2 separate regions of the Zea mays genome follow, and region 2 is linked to region 1. Evidence: chromatin contacts called from public Hi-C data. All regions are on one chromosome and are shown on one strand. The core of a region is the stretch at or near the end of the contact, and the rest is flanking DNA. Distances in the headings are between cores, read along the strand shown. Region 1 holds the start of LOC100383776. Region 2 holds the start of LOC100272313.

The links. Hi-C and Micro-C count contacts between places; a contact is called where the count stands out from the background.
Region 2: a contact with region 1 is called in a Hi-C map of ear, with 2.5 times the contacts expected there. The contact joins the promoter of LOC100272313 here to the promoter of LOC100383776 in region 1. A contact is called at or near these places in 2 of 25 Hi-C or Micro-C datasets (ear and tassel).

What each region holds. Positions count from the first base shown.
Region 1 is chr8:131,934,647-131,942,528 of Zm-B73-REFERENCE-NAM-5.0, reverse strand. LOC100383776 reads left to right here and starts at 5,264. Exons shown (of 21, transcript XM_008657072.3): 1 at 5,264-5,990; 2 at 6,100-6,160; 3 at 6,519-6,597; 4 at 6,676-6,755; 5 at 6,862-6,956. The coding sequence starts at 5,501.
Region 2 is chr8:132,660,184-132,668,065 of Zm-B73-REFERENCE-NAM-5.0, reverse strand. It overlaps LOC100272313, which reads right to left and starts at 4,421. Exons shown (of 3, transcript NM_001146797.1): 1 at 4,018-4,421; 2 at 3,715-3,844; 3 at 2,301-3,607. The coding sequence starts at 4,150. The coding sequence ends at 2,590. It overlaps LOC103635907, which reads left to right. Exons shown (of 13, transcript XM_035961804.1): 1 at 1-733; 2 at 5,137-5,410; 3 at 6,084-6,136; 4 at 6,210-6,267; 5 at 6,351-6,556; 6 at 7,443-7,604; 7 at 7,695-7,723; 8 at 7,821-7,882. The coding sequence starts at 6,550.

The sequences.
Region 1 (7,882 bases), core at 4,015-6,514:
ACTTAGACATTGCGGTAGAGATAGCAACACTTAGACAAAACCTAGTTTGCACATTCTAGTTTGATTATTTGCATAGGTTTTGCTCTAAGGATTTATTTGTGGCCTAGTTTAGCGAAAGTTTTAGAAGTCCTAATTCACCCCGTCTTAGGCATCACCCGTTTCCTACATACACGTTAGAACAAGGATTAGCACAATCACTCAGCAAATGTAAAGTTGAATTAGGGTGCAAACACGTAGCTAATGCTGCTGGAACCAAGTAAAAACCGAACAGAACAAGACAAGGAGGGGGCATGAAAGGGGAGGCATGCAAAGGTTGAAAGGGTGCACCAAATCCCTGGTTGGAAAGATGGCGCACAAGATATGATGGTGCTGCTTTCCAAAATCGAGGAGACTGAGCTGGAAAAACTTGCCACACCAAATCTCTGAACAAGGAAAGATGGGGGCGCACAAACTAGGGTGGCTGTTTTCCAAAATTAACGATGCTGAATCAAGACTCCTGGGCGCACCAAATTCCTGAACAAGGAAAGAAGGGCCACACAAGCTAGAGTGGCTGCTTTCCAAAAACAAAGATGCTAGGCGCCCACTAATTCTGATTGCAGGTTTGGCTTGCTAAACACAAAAATGTCGAGTAAGGAAATGTGGCGCGCTAATTTCTGGTTGCCTTCTTTCACTTTCCTTTTTTTTTCTTTTTTGATATATTTTTTGTATCATGCCTTTATGTTGTCTTTTGTGTTTCTTTCCTTTTTTTGATAACCAGATCCAGCGCCCCAAAGTGTTCCAATCAGCAAGGCTGAAAACGTGCTAACGAAACAAGAGGGAGGAAAATAAGACGTGGTCGTATGAACGAAAGAAGAATGGTGGGGAACGACGGACGTGGGATGTACGAACGAAAGAAACGGCGGTGACAACGAAACTACGAGGCAACTAACAACACTTGATGCAAATGCACACAAATTCAACAACACAAGATTACTGAAAGAAAAGTGCAAGGCCAAATGGTTCTAGGACAAGGTTCTAGCCTAAATTTTTTGTAGCTTTTCTGATGGACATTGGGACAATGAATAACTCTCAAACTAAGGGATAAAACTCACCGAGCAACCTAAAAATTTGATACCACTTGATACAGCTGGAGTGCCCGACCTTTCAGTGAGGTGGATAATTTCGATTGGTGGAGGAGGTGACTCTCGCGATCTGACTACAAACGGACAGGTCGTGGCGCCTTAACAATCGCAGAATCAACTCCAAATGGTTATTGACCATGCTGCTGGCAAAATCAACCTGAACACGAAGTTCTATTTCTGCGAGCAATCGAAGAAACAAGCAAGAACAAGATATAGGTAAAACTGAATATCAATCACTCACGAGTTGGGGTTCACTAGGTTGTCCACAGGTGGTCGTAGAGCACAACTGTAGTACAAGAAGTTTGCATGATGGCTAAAACTATCAAAGAAAACCTAACTCTAGGAGGGGGCGCAACCCCTAATTAAATAGGGAGTAGGAGGTGGTGTCCAGCCTTCCCATAAGGCAGGGAATAGGTGCCCAATCAGCCATACCATCTCATGCCCACAAGGCAGGGAATAGGCGCCCAATACGCCACACAATCTCCTGCCCACAAGGCAGGGAATAGACGTCCAATCAGCCACCTCCTTGATCCACATTCCTTATTTAGGTGGCACAGTACCTTATTGATTATTTCTTTCCAAAACTAAAAGATAGATAGGTGGCGCAACACCTAGACTTTATTCTGGATAGACTCATCACGAGCATAGATGGCACATGCACTTCAGGAAAGGTCTGGTCCTTCATTCTTCAGAATCATCACGAAGTTTAATTCACGTGCACGAGCTCGAGTGAGTGGTCCTGGTGGCACCTGTGCTGGTCTAGTTGGAGTAGTCGTTCCTTTGTTGGGGTTGATGTCCTCATCAAGCTATGTAACAAAGGATTTAATGTGAAGTCCCTTTACACCAAATATATAGAAGTAATCTTGAGAAATCGCCTTTTATGTTCATCTGGAAGGTGAAAATACCACAGAGAATCAAAGTGTGTCTGTGGTTAGTTCTAAAAAACAGAGTATTATCAAAAGAAAACCTGAGAGCCAGGAAATGGCAGGGGGAACTGAATGTGTTTGGTGTGGGGCTTTTGAATCAAAAAATCATATTTGTTTATTATCGAGTGGCTCATTTTACTTGGAGAGTAATTCAAATTGCTCTAAACATTCATAACTGCCCGAGAAACTCTGAAATACTGTTTGAGGGATGGCTTTATAATCATAAGATTAAGGAAAGAAACCTTTTAACCATTAGATGTGGTGCAGTCATGTGGACCATGTGGAAGATTAGAAATGATATGTGTTTTAATGACAAAATTGATTCTAACCATGCTAATGTATTTCTTCTGAGCTTTAATCCAGAAAGAGACGGCAAGAAAGTAGTTGGAAATAGGAAACAGGCTCATCAGAAGAATGGCTAAAGTGGTGTTTAACAGGGTTTTTGGATGAGCGCCAATCGACATACATATATTATGTAAATAAGTCGTTTTGACGTTGTAGTGCTCTTTGGTTCAGTCTACAATGGACATCCTGCTGTTGTTTCACCTCTCTTCATTTTCCTAGACTTTAGCGGGTGGTGGATGCTAAACTGTTGGCTCCTTTTTCTGATAGCCATGGTTCAACCTTATGTGTGACTAGGTGAGTGCCCGTGCGTTGCAACGGGAACATATAATACCACGATAACTTATATACAAAATGTGTGTTATACTGTTATGAGAAAAGATTTCATAATCTATTTATGATCTTGGCCATACATAAATTTTTGTTATTTTAATCTAGCTGTTTCACTATTACACTACAATCATCATTATTATGCAGACTTCGATATATGCCACGATTTGCATGGTCTCATCATTGTAGAGCATGTTCCACACCATGGTCTCATCATTGTAGAGCACGTTCCACACCTACCGGAAGTTCTCTCGTACATCATCAGTCATCAGGCACGCACCACCATACACGCTTGCTTAAACAAAAAGACAAGTGTGTGTGTTTGCGAAGAGAATTAAAGGCAGGCCGGCACAAAAGCTACCCCGACGGTGGCGAGGATGACGAACTGGTCATTGTTGTTAGTCCTCCTCTGCGTCACCTCCGACGCCAAGATGACGCCACAGTCCTTGATATAGTAGTCATCAAACGCACGCGATATGGCGAGTATCGTTGATTCTTGGCTGGGCTGCCAGACGAAGTGCACCTCGGGCTCATCAGCGAGGTAGTACACCTGACCGTAGCACCACCGGATGCACTACTCCTCTATATACATCATGTTCGAGGACACTCACGCAACGCCAGAACGATCGTTGTCCTAGCGCACAAGAATGCATGGCCGGTCAGTAGCGACTTACGTGGCAGGCTGGGCTTCAGGTGGACGATGAGCTGGACGGCATGATGACGTCGTCGTCGGATGCAGTGCCTAGAATAACCCGAGAGTCGTCGACGTTGGCGATGACCATGAGGTACCTCTGCTGGACGGTAGACAGTGTGGTGCAACCGCTCTGAACCGCGTCCAAGCGACGGCTGCGCCGAAGCTTGTCGTACATAACGGCGCATGCAGCCACGTAGGACTGCTTCCAGAGGTCGAGCTGGTAGTCGCCAAGCTTCTTCTCATTGTCGATGAACGACGCCAACGCAAGCGCCTCCTGCTAGTGGTGTTTGTTCGGGGTTTCCAAGTAAGAAATACGGATTTATCCTTGGCGTTGATTTATGAAAATGACTCACAAGTCAGATCCATTAAAAAAATATTACGAAGAATAAATGCCACACATGCAAAAAAAGGATTTTAAGTTGAAAACATTATTCAAACAAAAGAAATTACATGCAAGGCTCTTCTTTAAATACTACTCATTCCATCCAAAAATATAATTCAACAATCTCGATGATACTTATTTATTACTACATATTATGCAAGGGTAGCATGTGGGCTTGAGAAGAGATGCAATAGATATTTTTCCTGTCATAGATGTAAACATAAACACACATGTGGTGTAGCAATAGCTACTGCTCGCATTTGCCTAAGGGGTTGCGGGTTCAAATCCCCTCGAGAGCCATCTGTTGTGTTTTTTTAATTTTTAGCTAGACATAAGCTGTACGGGGGAATGGGAATGATCTTTGCGGGAAGGGGAGAATGAGAATAGCAGGACATGGAATAATATGGAATGGTGGCAGAACACGCAATGACAGTAGAGATTTTGGTGGTGTAATCCCTTTTCCTTTCTATTCCGTTGTCGAGTAAGGTAGTTTAGGAGTTCGTTTACCAGGCCACGAGCCGATCATGTAATGAATGTAAATGTATCTTCTTCCTGTTTCATAATAAAATAGAGAAACCCTATATTGTAAAACATAATAAAATAGAGAAACCCTATATTGTAAAACAGTGTTTTGTGCAATCATATACTGAACATAGCCTAATCAAATTATATGGAATAAGTCGATAACGGTGGACAAATGCACGGATGTTAAAGACGACGACAGATAAAGAACTTATTTTTTTTAACAGCAAATAAGATAAATACAAATTTTCAACAGCGCATAAAGAATTTTCTAATGTTTTACTTTTTCTAAGAAAAGAAAATCCATTCCCAACGGGGTATTCTGACATGAATAGTGCTGGGAATTAGACCGGGTCAGCTGGCCCGACCCAAGCCTATCGTGCTTCGTGTCAAACGGATTCGAGTTAGAAAAGCCCAAAATCCTTTTGGACGGTACAGTGCCAGCCGGAAGTATAAAAACAGTGGTCCAGCCCGGCCCTAAACCAGGTCATGTGTTCGTTGGGCCGTGACGGCCCAAGCCCGACCCATATATTTGACCACATAAAATCAAAATATTACAACCAAATAAAGTCCATAGCTTATAAATTAAAGATATTAAACAATCATATCATCATTTCACCACATAAACTCCAAATATCATAGCAATATAAAGTCGATAGCTTACTAAATTAAAGTAATTAAATAACTTGGGTTTTATTGGGCCGTGCCGGTCTAAGATGGGAGACCCATCTGTGCGGACCGTGCTGGAGGCCCAACCAGACCCGCCTTCGAGCCATGCTAGATCGGTCCATATTATTTCATGTCAAACCGTACTTTAGACTCCTGTTTTCGTATCGTACTCGTGCTGGTTCAAAAAGACTGGACCATATTCACAGCACTAGACATGCCTATGATCTGAGGAAGGAGAAATACTGATGATTCTGGATCTAGGATGGAGAAACACAGCAAGGTGTGGTCTGGAAATTGGGACCCGCACCGCACTGGCTATCAAAACGGAGCCTTGGCAGCGGGAGGAGCCCCACACTCCAGTTCCCACACGGCGGCGGCCGCGCCCGCCATTTACTCCGCTCCGGCGTACTCCTCCCACTCCTGAGCTGTCGCTGACACTGACAGCAACCCCCATTGACTCCCGACATCCACAGCCGCACTTACTCACGTGCCACCGACACTCCGGTCCCACCCTATGAACCCCCTCCCACCGCCACCAGGGCCCCGCCGCGTTCCCACCCTACTACCTGTCACCGCGGCCGTCGTCTCCCCCGTCCTATTCACGAATTCCGAATTCCACTGCGCTGCGCTTCTGCTCCCCCCTTCTCTCTCCCTCCGTGTTCGCTCCCTCGGATCCCACGCGGCTGCGGGCTGCGGCGGGGGCGGCGTCCGAGGCTTAGGGTTTAGCGTTTGGAGGAGTTTAGGGGTTTGTGAGGAGGAAGAGGAGGAGGAGGAGGAGGAGGAGGAGCGGATGGGGACAGCGGGGAAGGGCGCGTGGGTGGTGCCGGCGCCGGCGTACAGGGAGGTGGAGGGGTGGGAGGGCGCGGGGGACGACGCGCCGGGCTTCAGGTGCGCCCACTCGCTCACCGCCGTCGCGCCTACCAAGGGCCACGGCCCGCGGCTCATCCTCTTCGGCGGCGCCACCGCCATCGAGACCGGCGCATCTTCGGGCCTCCCCGGCATCAGTTCGGTTCTCCCGCCCCTCGCGCCAGCTAAGCTTTACAGTCTCACCCTCCCGCGGTTTGCTCCTTCTTTGCGCGATCTAACGGCGGCGTCCTTTGGCTGTGACTGAAGGGCTCGCGGGGGTGACGAACTCGGTGCACTCGTACGACGTGGAGACGCGCAGGTGGACGAGGTACAAGCCACTGCCCTCTTTAGATTTCGCTCCCCTCGCTTCCTGGAACGCGGGCATTTAGCTCAATTTCGACTCCTGCTCTTGCTTTGGAGCTTTACTGGAGGTCAATTTTGTAGGTTCTGTCTGCGATAATAGTTTGGTTAGTGCGGTGAACTTTGTATGTATTTTTTTTATTCTGACCAGAACTTCATAGAATTGTATGCTTTCCATCCATAATTCAGTGCTTGTTATGTCGCTTGCTTGTTTGGAATGTGTCCTTGTGGTAGTGTGGTGACTGCCAGCTTTGCGTAACATTGTTTGTGGTGAAATGGATTATGGATTCACTGAATGATCGGGGTTACATTCTACATTTCTGCAGGTTACATCCTGCTGGAGAGCCTCCGTCTCCGAGGGCCGCGCATGCTGCAGCTGCAGTGGGCACCATGGTTGTTTTCCAGGTACTAGGGACTTGGGATCTTCAAATTCCATTTCTGCGCCAACTTTTTTCAGTTGTGATTTACAAAATGGTGACGCAGGGTGGAATTGGACCAGCAGGGCACTCCACAGACGATCTCTATGTCCTTGACCTCACAAACGACAAGTTTAAATGGCACAGGTTAGGTTGACTCAAGACACCCTGTTTCTTTTTACCATGTGCTTTCCTTTTTATCTTGTTTGTCGGTTTGCGATCTGACATTTTCTTTCTCTGGCATTTGTTGCAGGGTTGTTGTTCAAGGGGCGGGGCCTGGTCCTCGCTATGGTCACTGCATGGATTTGGTAGCTCAACGGTATCTTGTTACTGTCTCAGGAAATGACGGTTAGCTCCTATATGCACAGCTCCTCTTAAATGTATTTCTGCAATAATTACTATGACGTCACACTTATTTCTAGAAGGCCATTTTATTTGACCAGTAACACTCTTTTAACTTCCTTTTTCCATAATGTGTATCCTTGTATTCTGCTAACAAGATAAGTAGAAAACAGAGCTACAACATTGTCTGTTTTTCATCAAAATTACTAGTCTGCACTCTGCACCAAGGATTGCTGGTTTACAACATTTCTGGTCATTTCTGTTCTGTGAGTAGACAAATAATTTCCCAATGTAACAACAGTTTTAAGAAGATATAGTTAAAAAATGCATACCCTGTGTCGGAGGCTCCCACATGAGTGGGCTTTGGGGAAGGGATAAACTGAGGCAAGCGTTTCCCTCAGATATACGAAGAGACACCCACGACCTGGTGACTCAGTGAGACAGGTGTCACCATTGCACCAGGCCTGTCTTTCTCTAAGAAGATATAGTTGCCAATATAAATTTCATAAGTACTTGTAGATATTCTACAAAAAAAGAAACATCAAGTAACATTTATTTAGAAGATAAGGCAATTTCTTCAAAAATAGATATGTCCTGTTTCAGTATTCTAGTTCTCAGTAGTAAATTATGGGCTACTTGTTAGTTTGTTACTCATGAATACAGTTCAGCTAAATGATGTGATCTATTTTGTTTCTTTTAAGGGTTTGTGATCAGCAATTCTTTACATAATTTCCTGGGCTTATCCCTAAGGTCCTGTTTGTTTCGTTGGAATTGAATTCCATTTTAATAATTATAATTTAGACAAAACTAATTAAGTTCATATATTTATATATGTAATATATTTGTATATTATCCGTAATATATTTGTATATTATCCTAAATCATATGAGCGAGATAGTTATATACTATATTTATGTTATAGTGAAGCAAGT
Region 2 (7,882 bases), core at 3,172-5,671, 730 kb before region 1:
TTATCATTCGAATGAATATGGACGAGAAAAAAGATGGCTAGAAAGAACTATATTTTGGGACGGAGGGAGTATATCAGATAGAATCATTGAACTATTTATTTTTCATATTCTTTATTGCATAAGATAACTGAATAACATGAAATTTTGGTATCCCAGGTTGTAGCACTACCTTATTTATATGGTTTGAATTTTTTATATTGTTCCTTCTTTTCTGTTATCTTTCACTCGCTAATGGTGATGTTTGGTGGACAGCAATGTACTGTTGCTGGCAATGTTGAGACTGCATATTACAATATAAATTAAATGTATTTTTTCATCTAGAGTGAAGGAATGAGAGAATGTGTATAATGTGTGGGATGTATTGCATTGAGCCTCCAGAGAGAATATATAGGAGTACATGACTTGGAGGGCAAGAAGCCTATCCTAAAGATAAGAAAGGTTATCCTAGATATAAGGAAGATTATCTCGATATTACAATCAATTCTAAACCAACCATATCAGGAGTTGCCTAATATACTCTAACATGGACTAGCACTGTCACTCAGCTGCCATTTTGACGTCTTACTACTACTTCTCTTTCATACTTCTTTTTTTGCTTTCCTTTGAACTGTTGTATTCATTTTCGAAACATGCAGATACGTCCAATACTGCAGCGCATATGTCAGAGCAGATACAAGATTCTTCTAAATAAAGATAATTAAAGTGCATATGGACATAAGTTGAACACATCATGGTATGAAATCAAGCTATTTGCTAGTATAATGTATCTTTTATTTATAGTTTTTCTTATTGGCTAATTGGTAGATTTCAAGTGGTTAGGCTTCTCTAAAATTGCTTTTAGTGCTAATGGTCCTTATCAGCATTATTGGTCTCATTGCATTTGTGAAAAATCCAACAATCAGTCACCTTATGCCAGCCTTTTCATGCACATGGCCATGCCCCATTAGTTGTACGACTTAAAACCATAGTTGTTAATTCTAAAGCGAACCTCTTTTCTTCGGAACCAAATTGGACTAGCTTTATTTGGGAATATTGCAATGCAGGAAATAAATTCATATTGATATTGGTTTATTCTTGAGTCTTGACTAGTCACAAGGAAAGGAACCCACCAGAAAGCCCTAACCAAATCTGTTAACAATTTAGCTAAGCCAAATGACATAACCCTTAAATTATACATCAGCAGGAGCAACACCACCTTTTCCCTTCTTTTTTTGTTAACTCAATTGCTTCATTTAGCACTGTATCCCCTGTACTATGTTAAGATGGTTTAGAGTTCATGCAATCAAACTTTTTTAACTAACTTAATATGTTTGATACTATGGACCAGTCGGTCGAGTCCTATGAAAATTGTATCATTATATTTGGAGTTAAAAATGATTTGGATGTGCTGTTGTTATTTAATATCCCCTAGTATAGTAATTGTCAAAGTCGCATCCTGGAGACTTGTAATAGACAATATAAGAAAATAAAAATGCAGGGAGGCGTACAAGTAAGGCTTCTCAAAATCCAGGCAATTTACCTCTTAATGAAGATGTTGAAAAACTAAGTTTAGCTTGTTTGGGCCTCTTCAATCATAGCTAGCTTGAAGGGGTGATACACCATTTTATGTGAACACAATTTTCCCTAGACTGTTGCACAAACAATGAGGAATAGACCCAGCCACCCAGAAAGTATGCTAGCTTCAGCCCCCATGACAGCTGAATATTAACTCATAGCCAAAGTGCAAACCATTAACAGATTTTGCTGGCTAAATTTACAGAACACATCATGGCGATGCCATATAGTTAATGATGCACAAACTCAATGGAGCATATATTGAGTCTCACCACATTGAGGCTTCATATATTAACCAATCTACATGGTAAGTAAATATTCATGAATAGTTCCTTCCTTTTTTCCCCTTGAATGTGTTTACTTCTTTTTGAGGGTGATTGTTCTTTTGGACCCTATCAAATCAACCAGTCCTTTTCCATTCCTGTATTCAAGTAGAAAGCGATCAAGTAGCTTGGGTTCTCCACACAGAAACGTTTACGACAGGAACAGGAAAATGGAAGGGGACGAAAGTAGCTCTCAGGTCAATATTTCAAATTTCTTCCTTTACAAATATACAACTGCCGTCTGTCGGCAACTTATCGAAAGAAATGAAAAATACAACATGCAATAATTAATTTGCATGGACATGCATGGCAGCAGTTGAAAGTTTGGGGCTACTTGCACGTTGAGAGCTACCGACACATGCATTTTTGCCTATGGCTATCTATATTTATTTAATTTCCACCAGAGAGAACAAAAACTCAAATATGCAAAAGTTCAGTCGTGTACAGAAGGAAAACATCAATTTTCAAGAGAAAGGAAAGGAGACTCTAGAACATACTTTCCTATGCATCCTGCTGCAACTTCCAATGCCAGGGCTGTCCATTCCTTGATATTGCCAGCTCTTCAACTGAGGAACAGCTGTGGAGGATGATTTCTGTATCAACTTAACGTATCTATGTGAGCAATTCAGCATAATTCTGCCCACGAATCTCTGAAAATTACGAGTTTCTGCTTCTTCTGATCTGCTCTCTTCCATGTGGTGGAACATAATGCCTAGATATTCTCAAAAGATAGTTGCATTCTTTGCAAGTCCTTGTCATACATGTCTGGTGCTACCTGCAGCTGTTGCTGTGGCTGCTGATTCTGGAACCAAGAAGCACATATCCCTTCTATGTTGAATTGGCTCTCTGCCTTGATCACATCATCATAAAGCGTTTGGCTCTGGTTCTGCATGGCTGTGGTCGTCTCGGCAAAGGAGTCAGGCCACTTAAGTTCCGCAACTAGGTGAGCCCTTGTATCTTTTTCTTGTCCAATGTCTGTCCATGGGAAGACACTGTTCTCCAGAATTGTGCTCGTGCTCTGTGGTTCAAATCCCATACTGTTGCTCCCTCTGCTCCCAGTACTGCTACTGCTGCTAGGATTAGTACCATCCCAGTAGAATGAATCTACTGCGGTACTTCCAATGCCAGTTCCTCCATGTCGAGGATTATCAGGTGGAAGATTCAGCCCCATTGATGTAGAGAGGGCCGATGGTGAAACTGGCGGCATCACTGTAGAAATTGTGCTGCAGTTGAAGTCACTCTGGTTGAACCAGAGTGAATTCATATTCGCCCCATCGCTGCTGCCACTCTCACTGTTGTAGCCTAAAGGCTGTTGGAAAGGGAAATAGAGAGTTTGGCCTGATGAGTGGCAGGTTGATGGACTCTCATGTCCAGCAGTAAGCTGCTCCAGGAACAGCTCCTTTGGTGGCAGCTTAGGGCGTGCCAAGTTTGGTGTTTCAGCACGATTCTTGTCGTACACGGGCATCAGCATTGATGATTGAGCCGTCTCGCTGAGGAGGGGGCTCAAGTTCCCCAGAGGACCAGTGCTTGATGGGTTGACGTCGCTGGACCCTGAGGTTCTCTCGGTGCTGATGGTGGGAGCTGCACCGCCGCGATCAGCCTCAGTAAGTGGCTTGTGGGTGTTGGGATCAATGCCTTTCTGCCTCAGCTTCTTCTTGATGCACGAGTTCCATAGATTCTTGATCTCATTATCAGTCCTCCCTGGCAGCTGCGCTGCAATTTGAGACCACCTTCTCATGGAAAAAGTAAAGTGCTAATATCAGCTAAATTACCAACTGCTGCTTTGCACATATGCAGTCTAGAATTCTGATACTACTTCTTCAGGCTTCAAATTTACCTGTTCCCGAGGACAGCGTGCAGCTCGATGATGAGGTCTTCTTCGTCTTGGGCGAATGCCCCTCTCTTGAGGTCTGGCCTCAGATAGTTTATCCACCTCAGCCTACAACTCTTTCCGCACCTTTGAAGCCCTGCAACAATTTGTCTTCTCGAATTTAGATAATTGAACTGACCGAGAGGTATTTGAGAGACAAGAGGGGTTTCAGCTGGCAATTGGAAATGAGAAAAATGCAGAGGGAGGAGAAGGGGAGGATTGAGAGTTGATAACTGAGGACCAAGGGAAGAAAAATTTCATCGTACATACCAGCGAGTTTGGGAACAGAGCTCCAGCAGCCATGGCCATGCTTTGTTATGTGATTCATGAGTTTCTCATCCTCCTCAGGGGACCAGAGCCCCTTTCTCAGCTTCTGCTTGTAGCAGCAAGAATGCCTCCCCATCTCAACGCAATGCAGAACCTGGGAGCTCCAACCAAACTCACAGAGCTTACAGGTCTGCGGAATGTATAATTATGCACGACGACGAACACCTTCTCCGGTAGCACAGAGCTTCTTCGACGATGTTCTGAAGTAGTGGGAAATTGCAAAGGTTGTAGCGACTTATATACCAATGAATGGTTGGGCTTCATCTGAGGCCAGGATTGAGCAACTGCATGGCTGCAGATAGGAGATTTCAGTGGAAAGCAAGGAAAGGCTAGGGGCACTCCTCTCCTTTTCTTCGCAGGACAGCCCTTTAGCACCCTTCTTTTAAAGGTGGTGGTGGAGGTGGAGGTGGTGGTTGTGGCTTGTGGGGCTTGTGCCAAGGGATGGAGGTTTAGCCCTTCCCTTGGCCTGCTTCCGGCTGTGTGTGTGGGCGTCTGCCTCATCATCTCCTAAGAATCTATGTCTGGTGCCAAAATCGGTGGGGTAGCCCCGTAGCCACCTCCACCGATATTTAATTGTCGTGACCTTTGTGCAAGAAACTGTTACATTAAACCACCCTCCATCTTCCTTTGCACCCCGGTTCCCATGCATGCCCGGTGTGTTTCTTCGGGCACAAGCCCAGTGAAAGTGAAACACGCGTGTCCATATTCAGAGTCCATGTTATTTATTTTTTTTTGAAAGACCAGAGTTCATGTTATTAGGACACGGATTGATGCTCTTGCTGCCATGGTAAGTGACTGTGACATTTAGCAGCCGGTTTTCTCTCTCTCTCTCTCCCTCTCTCTCTCTCTTTTCCGCAGCTACTTCTGTGTCACGGGTGCTCCATGCACGGCAGAGCACACAGTTGGGAAGAGGCCTCTTGTCCACCTTTCATCTGTTGCTAATTAAGACTCCTTGTCTTAGCTGCTGTTCGTTCCGTGCATGTGCATCTCATTTTCTTTGTCACCTGCAAGATTTTATGCGTCAGACCAAAGTGTTGTCCTTTTTTTCTTCTTGCTTTTCAGGTACGGTAACTCACTCACTGGGTCACTTCTTTCTGGTGAGGAAGGAAAAGGCTTGGTCAATCATCACAGTTAGGGTCGTGGGGGGAGGGAAAAAAAAGGCGATGTCAGTGATGTTCGTATTCCAGGACAGAGAGCATCTTTCCTTTGTTTATCGCCGGCCGGCAGCTAGCAATTCTAATCAGAAATGGTTACTGCTCCGGTCCAACACCAATAGAAGCACGTCGCGGGCGCTGGATGTCTGTCAAGAATCAAGCTTCCCATAATCGCGATGCAGGTACGCGAGTATAATTAATGATTTGTCCGATTGACTGTCGCTAGCGTCAATGGAGGCACTGATCACTGCAAGGAGGGAACTTAAGCGCCCTTGAATTTTTGTTTTCTTCTTTCATACAAAAAAGGGGTCCACTGGAGGAGACAAATTTCTCTCTGAGTAATGTACTGGGAACGGGCTAGTCAATTGGCGTATTATTGCTGGGTATCTTTTGCTTGTCTAGGGAACGAGCGTTTCTTTATCCATGATTAGGATTGTAACGGCATCCGTCGTCTGTGTGCCCATGCATGTGAGGGCGGATGCTCCTCGCCAATTAAACAAAACGCAAACGTGTCCACGAATGAGAGAGAGAGAGAGAGAGCTCTGATCGGTGAATTTTGTAGGTCTCGTTTCCAGCTGACCATTTCGTTGTCGTTTGATTCCCCATGCATGCAACGGATCTCATCCATTCTGGAGCCTTGCGTTGTCTGTTGGCGTGTAGGGTGGCATGGCATATATTCGCATTATGTTATTGTTTTCTGAAGATTGGATATGTGCATATATATGTTACTAGTTCTGGAGATTTTATATGCCAGCTATCAACTGTCGTTGTTTGAATTCAGCGGATACATATATAGATGCGTACGTGCTCCTAGAATCGATGTCACCATCTGTTCTCCCTTTCCTCTCCGCGCAGGACCGGACTTGCGGTTGAGCCAGAAAATAAAAAGGACTGCATGCCAGTGCCAGGTAAGTACCTACCTACGACCTACCTTTTGACTGTAACTGCTAGTGACCACTTCCTTTTTTTTTCTGGCCCCAGGGAAGAAGTGCTCGTTCGTCCACTCCAGAATCTGGAGCAGATGAAGCTGACCCTACAGGTAATTTTGGATGTAGTTAACCTGTGCAGTGGTACACAATCACTGACGGACTTGTGTGCCTCTTCTTTTTTCTTTGCCAAAAGGTGATTATATTATTGCATGCGTGTACGGACGGAGGTGGGCATTATTCTGACGAGGGGAAGGGAAGGGGAGGCGGGCGGCGGCAGCGGAGCATGGCAATTAACAACAAGGCTGGCACTAGAAGATCACGGGGAAGGCGAGTTTGACAACGGGGGCATCTTTTCTGGGGTCCCCAGAGGCCCACTCCCCACACGATGATGCATGCACGGTGAGTGATTTGCGACTCCGCAATATCCGTTCATTTCTTTATTTACAAAATATAATAACAATAACAATAATAACAATAGGGTCGTCACTCAGCGTTATTGAGAGACAGACAGACAGAGAGAGGTGCGTTAAATTTGTGATGGCCTAGGCTGGTGATGATGAACGACGACTGATGGGTACAGCCGGGAATCAAGAGGGATGAAAGATCGGAACAGTACACAGGACGGCAGCAGCATCGTCCATAGTACGCGGGGGTAGGCCCGTGGAAGTTTACGGCACGCAGCTTTGTGCCTTTGTGCTATCTCTCTCTCTCTCTTAGAGAGACGGAGATAGAGAGAGTGTGGGGTGCAGTGTACGACTATGGGGCCGGCCGTCGTCCCTGACCTTGGAATGGAAATGGTAGGGCACCATCCAATCCCACAGTCCAATCTTCCCGTCCCGTGTAGCATAGCACAGACAGACGCTAGTAGGGACCACGCCCATGCACCCTCGCCCGGCCGGGGCCGGGTCCGGCCCCCGTTCCGTCCGTGTGCCAACCAACTAGACGCGCACTAGCGCGCTAGGTCATTATAGCTTGCAATACAAATTTCCTACCTATCTGTCTATCCATCCACACGACATACATGTGCACATGTATCCATGTTTTTGTGCGTGACGGTGATATGCTCTGCTTGTAACAGTTAATAACGTCATATATACTATGCACTTGACCTGTATGTATAATATGCATTAATGTGCGCGCGCGCGCATACATATATATATATATATATATATATATATATATATATATATATATATATATATATATATATATATATATATATATATATATATATATATATATATATATATATATATATATCCACCGTTTGCCTAAGTTTTTTCAGGGGTCTTTTCGCCCAGAACAACTAGTGAATGCTGCTGGACAGGAATACCCTGCGAGTCGCCGTTGTCCTTGTCACGCCTTTTGTTTTCCCCTCCCGTTGCTAGCTGTCCGCGGACGTGTACGTGCCCAGGCATCCTATACGAACGCCATGCACCAAGGAAAGGTGGCTACTAGATTTAAATCCGGAATACATATATATTATATATGCATCTACCCATCTCGTTTTCATTTCTGGGCCTTTCAATTTCAACAGCAGCTCATCCCACGGACAATCGTCCTGAGGTAATAATTTAACCACACGCTTGCCACCCTCAATTTTTTTTTTTAGTTTCGATGCTTCGATGATTTTGACTAAAGTGTTGGAGTTGTAGGTGTGCAGTATTCATGCATGGACGCCTGGCCTCCTCCTCTGCAGAATTGGAACATCATATCGAATTGGCG